Linked DNA regions of Gossypium hirsutum: region 1 is linked to region 2. A link is a contact called in public Hi-C data. All regions are on one chromosome and are shown on one strand. Each heading gives the region's core, a stretch centred on a gene start, on an enhancer-like site or on the middle of the called end of the contact. The rest is flanking DNA. Distances are from core to core; before and after follow the strand shown.

What was found. Hi-C and Micro-C count contacts between places; a contact is called where the count stands out from the background.
Region 1: a contact with region 2 is called in a Hi-C map of leaf, with 2.0 times the contacts expected there. The contact joins the promoter of LOC107952959 here to the enhancer-like site in region 2. A contact is called at or near these places in 2 of 34 Hi-C or Micro-C datasets (callus and leaf).

What each region holds. Positions count from the first base shown.
Region 1 is chrA07:30,309,432-30,313,476 of Gossypium_hirsutum_v2.1, forward strand. It overlaps LOC107952959 (phosphatidylinositol 4-kinase gamma 4), which reads right to left and starts at 2,628. Exons shown (of 2, transcript XM_016888168.2): 1 at 826-2,628; 2 at 1-299. The coding sequence starts at 2,178.
Region 2 is chrA07:29,782,839-29,786,735 of Gossypium_hirsutum_v2.1, forward strand. It overlaps LOC107952981 (a long non-coding RNA gene), which reads right to left. Exons shown (of 2, transcript XR_001699015.2): 2 at 3,483-3,897. Among protein-coding and RNA genes, the nearest start is that of LOC107952981, 4.2 kb to the right of the region's middle. Within about 2 kb of position 1,978, at least 7 of the 9 cell types and tissues checked have an H3K27ac peak or open chromatin away from gene starts, as enhancers often do. A contact at or near this core is called in leaf, where this site is marked.

The sequences.
Region 1 (4,045 bases), core at 1,378-3,877, 530 kb after region 2:
AGCACGGAATCCTGTGCCTCTTGGGCCATTTGCTCAATTGCAGATTCCTCCTTCAAGTTCTCCCTGCACATTACACTTCCAATCGCAAAGGGAGTGAACCCTCTCACCGCACCCTTTTTGAGGAGCATGGTGGAGATACGGAGGGTGCGTGCGCACTCTGGTGGCATATCCCATCCAAGGGATTTCAAAAGGGAAATATCTTCTTCAGCATCCAATGATTTTATATATTCAAGTGTCTCAGGCGAGTAGGATTGACGAGCTTGAGGCCAATACAGCCAGTCAAATGTGCAATCTTCAAACTATGGAAACAGAAAACTTGATTAATGTTTATGCTTCAAGAAACAGCAAAGATGATATGAGAAAAATACAGAAAACACCCAAAAACAGAGAAAAAAAAGAAGATAGAATTTGAGCTTTTGAATGAATGAAACAAAAATGACAAAGTTTAATGATACACTCATAAACTCTATACAAGATGGAAAACCCCCCCAAGAAAATTTTGGCACAGAATCAGAATGGTAGCATCACTGAGCTTGCTAGATAGTTTAAAATTAGCCCATCAGTGAACCATAATAATTTTAGTAGTATATTGGAGCCTCTTGACTCAGTAAGATCTAATACAAGTTCAATAACCTTCTAATCATGAATCTATTTCAAGTTAAATCCACAGTTGAATTCAAACTATCCTCGGTACTGTGTTTAACATTTACAATCTAAAGGATGAACCTAGAAACAAAAATAACAAGAACAGAGTTAAGGGTAAAGTAGTAAAAAACGGAAAACAAGGATTGTAGTAAATTACAAATTATCAGTGAGCAAACTTACGCTTTCAGGTAAGCAATAGCCATGGTCAATTGGAACCAGCACTGTTTGCCCATCTTCATCTTTGCTCAATAAAATATTTCCAGCATGCCTATCAACATTAGCCAATCTTATATCCAACACAGTGATTTTATGTACTTGCTCAACTGGAAAAGACCCAGGACCCATATCCTCACAACTTCCATTGTTTTCCACAAACATCTGCAATGACCCAATCTTGACAATTGCTAAATCAGCTGGATTGTTGAACCCAGCATGCAAACACTTGACCAGAGCAGTAGGAAGAACCCCAGCAAAACCCTTCTCCTCACATCCTTTAGGATGATCCAAGAAATACGCAGCTACTTCCCTGAATGCTCCTTCTCCAACTCGTGTACCCTTTTTCAGCCCTTCACCATCTGGTGACGCTGGTAATTTTCGAGGATTATTAACAGCTAAAGGCTCCTCGTCAATTGGCTTAAAAACAGAAACAAACTTTTGGCCTAATGAATCTTGCATGAAATAGACTCCTCCAGTACCCTCCACAGACCTGATTGGAAATTTTGCATTGTACAATCCATCAAATGTGGAGTTAATCATATCAACAATGACCGAAGGTAATTCAAACTTGGGATTAACAATAACAGGCTCTAATACAAAATCCCTATCAGGAGGCTTTCTTGGTTCAACCTCCCTGTCAACTTCATATCTTCTACAAGAATTCTCTTCATCACCAACATCATATTCTAGCTTGCGTTTCAATTCTGGTGCCACAATAGACAACTCGAAATTCTTAGCAACAGGCTTAGCCCTAAGTTTGGCAGATTTCCGAACCAATAAATGCAATACAGCACTGTTGTGCGTACATAGATCATCAATGAGCCTCTGATCCTCTAATCGCTCCCCATCACAAACAACTTCTTGGTCATCAAAATCAGAAAAACCTTTCTCCCTCTTAGCAATCTGCTCCTTCACATAACCAACATCACGCCCTCGTTCGACATGAAAGGTAAATTCTTTCCCAGCTGTAGTCTTAACATGAATGACCTGGAGATCAGAAAGCCTAAGAACCAAGTGTAGAACATTTCCATCGTTCACTCCATAGTCACGAACAAGTGAATTGCTCCGCGCCAGCTCCCGGCCTCCACAAACCAACTTCTGATTCTTCACAACAAAACCTTTAAAGGTTTGAATGCGTAGCTTCAAGGATTCAATAGAATCCGATTCCAGAACCCGCATTGGAATCATTGATTCGGAAAGGGCCAGATAAATCCAAATTGATTCGTTTTCACAAAGACCCAATTCAGGATTCATGTGATCAGGAGGGATCAAAGGTTCATTTCGAACCGGGACAACAGCAAGACCAGCCGAAGACATGGTTGACAGTGAAAATTTGAAGAACAAAGATTTTCCAACACTCTAAAATTGAATGCTAAAAAGTCTTAAACTATCTGTACAGATCCACAATAATTTCCCCCACATCTCTTTTTTTGTACAATCTAAACGGTTCTATACAAAGAATAAAAGAAAAAAAATCCAATCCTACAAAAAATTGAAACCCTAGGAATCAAAAGCGAATCCCAGGCTCAATTCATCTTGGTTTGCAAGATTAAAGATTAGAGATTGAATGTACGGAAAGTATTATAATGACATAAAAAGAAGAGATTTCTTACCAGAAAGGAGCGAAGAGAAGGGAAGATGCTTATGTCAAATTTAGGAAATTAGTTTAGGTGAGAGAGAGAGAAAATGGAATTGCAGAAAAGGAAGACGCGTGTAGCCGTCGTCCTTTTATAGGTAACGCGGAAAAACTTGTACTACTATTGGCTTTTCTCAGTTTTGACCAACTGGCTTTATACACGTATAAATTTCTTCTCAAGCATTACTTTAGGTACAAGGCAATTCGATTTTTGGTATTTCTCTTTATTCGGCTCTGCTTAATTAAAACCAAAATCTTGGACTAATTTCTAAATTACCAATCTTTTATGATTTTTTTAAATATATAATTCATGCCTATAATTTTTATTTTTTTATTGAAGTTTACGTGAATTTATTTTAAACCTTTTTAAATATTTGTTTCCCTAGAGTTTCAAAATTTTAGGTAATTTTCCTTTTTCCAAGTTATTCAAAATCTTTTGTATTTGATTCACTTGGTTTGACTCGGGTGAAGTCAAAATTTTTTTAGAAGGCAAAATTAAATTATATATTTTTATGGTAGTAAAAATATAATTTTGTCATTTTAATGGTTTATATTTTTATAATTTTTAAAAGATTAAATTTAATTTTATCATTTTTGTGAGAGTTAAAATGTAATTTTACCATTTCTAATTTAAAATTTAAAAAATTATAAAAGACCTAAATAAAAATATTTTATATTAGGGAGACCCTGTCAATCCCCTAGATCTACCACTGGTTTAACTATAAAATACTTTAATTTATATTTTATATTTTTATATTATCATAATAGTGTTAATATATTTCTACCAAAAAAAATGTTGATTTATTATACAAAATTAGTGATACATATTTATATAGATACATGTATTCTTTTAAACATTATTGTTTTATAATAAATTTTTATCCACGAAATTCTAATCGGCTAAAAATATGTAAATAAAATATTATACATATTAAAATGATGCACTTTTAAAGTATTTCGATTTCAATTTTTTTTTAAATTTTTGATATTTTAAAATTTCGAAATTCATTATTATTTTGCGTGTTTTTTTAAATAAAATATATAAATTGAATAATGGAAATGTTAAAAAGGTTGTATCATTTGCTTTAGTTTGGGTCAAAAAAGCAAAGAGATGAAGATTTAAAAACAATAAAATTCCAAGGAAAGACAGATGTGCGTTGTACCAATTAGTTAATTAAGAAGTCGGAAGTTGACATTTGAAAAATTGAATGAAACGAAATTTCCAAGGCTTTTCGCAGCCCCGTAGTGACTCATGAATGATGTGGTAAGCCAATCGTCTAGATGGATTCTTGTTCAACTTCTTTTTTAAATATGTGGATGGTGGAGTCTGAACACAAAGAAGAGATCCAACGACTACACTTTCTCACAGACTTTCTGGATTTCTAACTCTTGTTTTACAATCATATCAGCTTAAATTTAAATATTCAAAGTTTTTAAATTTGTATTTTATAAACAGATTAAATATCTTAATTCGGGTCCAAATGAAGCACTTAAATAAAATTAGGGGTATATTCATTTACCTATATCAGTTCAAATGGTATTTCAATT
Region 2 (3,897 bases), core at 728-3,227:
GCAGCCCACTCATCCTTCTTATGTTCTTCACGTTTTGCTCATTTTCACCCATTCATTTCAATTCCATTGGTTCTCAAACCAACATCCCAAGTTCATATGCACCTAATTAAAGTCATTAAACACCAAATTAATTAATAATTACTAAATCATATAGAATTAAAATAAAAATACTAATGTATGCAAATGTGACACTAAACATGCAAATAAAGCTAAAACATGATGTTTCACTTTAAGAGCAATGAAAAGTAAAGCAATAAGACCAAAATATATAAATTATGAACACTTATCAAGTCTTCAATAATGCAAGATATACGCAGCAGGACCCTGTTGTGAATGTTTTGTGTGGGCTAGACATTATAAATCAATAGAAATGAAGGATTCAGAATTTTAGAAAGAAAAGAGATGCGACGAGGCTAACATCTACCAAGAGGGAGTGGGCTAAATTAAATACGGATGGTGCTGCAGGGAAAATGCGCAAGCAGCTTGGGGTGGCCTTTTACGAGATGCTAATGGTAATTGATTGGTTTTACTAGATGTGTTGGTGTTTCTTCTATCTTGCAAGCTGAATTGTGGGGTATTGTTCACGGGTTAAATGTGGCTTGGTCTTCTGGACTAAGAAAGGTCAAGGTTGATTATGATGATGTTGAACCCATTTTCGCAGTGACCAATTGTTTGGCTTTAGTGTGTCAAATTTATCAACTTCGTAAATAAGCATGGCAAGTGACTTTCAAGCATGTTTTTAGAGAAGCAAATATTGTGACTGATTTTATGGCGAAGGTTGAAACAAGATCCTTACAAGGGCTGATGGTTTTCAAAGATATCCTCCTCGAGGGATTGAAGCTTTATTATTGATCCTCGAGGGATTGAAGCTTTATTATTGAAGGACTATAATTTAGTATATTTTCTCTTTAACCCAAGGAAAAACATCTATACTGGGTCAAGCACATACACTTGAGGTACCTCATCAACTTGACTCCAAACCCCAATAATACACTTTAACCATTGTGACAGATTTGTATTCCGGGTATTAAACCGGCAATTAAAATATGTTAAAATACATTATTTTCAGCAGTTAAATTTTTAATTTAATCATTCATTTATTTTTAGATTTCTTTTAAAATTGAATTTAAAAAAAATATTATAAAACTATTGAAAATATAAACACCCTTACAATAAAATTTATTATTTTTGAATCTCTTTTTAACTAAGTTGGTGTTTAATTTACTAATTTATGGTAAGGCACATATTCTTCCCCCCATCACCCGCACTGATTCGGTTGGGTGAGGCTTGAAAATCTATTTTGTTTAAGAAAGGGTTGGCTTAAAGTTGCCGAGATCAAACTTTGGGCTTGAATAGATTCTGTATGAACCAAGGGTGACCCAATATAAAATATTTGTAGTGGTTTTCCACATTAGCCCAATGCCCAATGTTCCCTGCTCATTTTTACATAATTCTTGGTTGCAAGAAAGAAAGAAATAGGTGTATAATCTTGTATCAACATAAATGGCTAAGTCAAGAAATTGGACTGCAGCTTTAGGATCCCCTACAGTTTTACACTTTTTATGATATTAAGTAGAAGGTACAAGATTTTTTACTTAGCAGTTCTGCAGATTTCGTTTTGTCTGAAAGAAGGTGCAGTATGATCTGGAGGAATCAAAGATGAATCATTCTTTCTCCATTGGGTTTCTAAATTAAGCATTTGGGTGGGACAACACTCAAGCACTGACAGTTCTAAAAGACTGAACCCTTGTTATGACGAAAACAATCATCAAGCAAGATCTGTTTGCAGCAAGTCTCCCACCGAGCTTTTGTTAAATGGTGGGTTTCTAGATTTTTTTTTTTTGTTTTTGAACAAGGTGGGTTTCTAGATTTATGTCAGGATACAAGGGATGGTCGAACTTTTATCCCTTTTCATCATTGAAAATTAGCTTCAAAGATGGTTTATAGTAGTTAGGAGGGAAAAGCCAACTTTCACATGCGGCATGCCACCCCTCGCTGTATGTATGGTCCAGTTACCAGTGATTTTATGAACAAGCAATGGCTAAACGCTAGAAGATAAAAATAAAAATAAAAATAAAAATAAAAAAGGTAAAAGTAAAAGGGTCGATAGAAAATTTGGTTCTCCAACTGGACCACTTTTAACTTTTTAATAATATTGAAAGGAAAACAATTAATGATATGATGATTATCTTTTACTTCTGTCACCCACAATAGGCCAGGCCAATCTTTAGTGGCTTGATGACATGTTATTTTCAACCCAAAAAACTTAACACATCACTACTTTTAAACGTCTGCAATTCCTTATCAGTATATATACTACAAAAAAAATTTGCGTTTCATTTACTTTAACTTTAATTTTATATATTGAAAATTGATATAAATGTTCTGGCATGATAACTTGATATTAATCAATCAAGCCGCTAGCATTTATATAATGGTGTTAGTCCTTGGAGAGTATTTTGATTGATGAAATACAATTTTAAATAGCCGACGGTTAATATATTAACCCAAAGTTAAATCTCAAATGGCAACAACCAATGGATCATATTTTATTAGAATGAGATATTTTTTAGTCTTTTTCCTAGACAACAAGTTTAATTTTGAACAGAAATAGTGCAGGACCCAACATGGTTTTTGCATCAGACACGTGAAGGATAGGAAAAGAGTTCCGTCGAACAGAATGGAAATGGCAAGGGCAATGGCACGCAACATGGGGGGTTCAAATCAAGGGCCCCTCCAACTGATGGGGAAGTAGCTAACAGCATTGGAAAAGTTTGGTAAGATGAACTCAAAGCAATGGTATCAAGTTATAACTTTAATGTACTACCATGAGTTGGATTGTAATAGCACTAGATTAGGGAGCATATGTTTGGCTACTTAATATCATGTTCAATATGCATTAATTAACCACTTATAGGAAAACATTTCCATCAACCAGATTGGCATCGTATTTGCTGGCACCCGACATGGGTTCAAATCATGGGCCCTTTCCATCTGTATGGGAAGTAGCTAGCTAGCAGCAATATTGAAAATGTTTTGCTAAGATGAAATCTAGCCAAGCCAGCATAGGATCTCAGGTTATGTTTAGATGTCAAGTTAAACTATAACCTTGTCATTACTAGGTTGTAATCCTAACAAGGGAGCTACTAGTAGGAACTTTTAGGTACCTTCATCATGTGGGAACTTTTTTATGGAGTCTTGGTCAAGCTGTACACGAAAAACATACCAACCATTCACGAGAAAAATTTGGACTTAGGGCTTCAAGAATTCATCAAGGCCCCAATGAAACATCTTTTTCTCTATCTAGAAAACTACAAGGGTCCTAAAAAGATAGTCTCGAAAATCATGAATTAAAGGCAAAGAGAAAGGTGTTTGCTTAATCTTTTGCAAAGGTCAAAAAGATCCAATTCCCCAAAAGAGTGTTCTTTAAGGGGCACCGTTTTCATACTACTGCTTTTTCAGCAAGATGAAGGACAAAATAATTCAGGGAAAAAAAAGGATAGATATATTCAAACTATAGACAGGAAAACTCTCAAGGTACAAAGCACATATACAAGTAATATTTAAAAAAAGAAAAGAAAAAAGAAGCTAACATTTGTTTCCTAGATTCCTAGCTAACCGGGATTTTAATACAACAAAATAACTTTCACTGCACAAAGCATTGAGAGAAGGACTCCATGGATAATCTTTCGAATGAGCTTGTGAACAGTCATGTGATTATTACTGAATGTAGTGGACGATGAATGCTGGGTGACAAGCTACTGGATACGTGTTACCTAAGGCCCTGATATAGGCCTAGATAAACTCATCTCATCTCTGCCAAACTTCTAATCAACTGTTTCTTTGCTGTGTTCTGTTGCTCAGCTTCCACGGACCATGAATAAAGAAGCCAGAGCA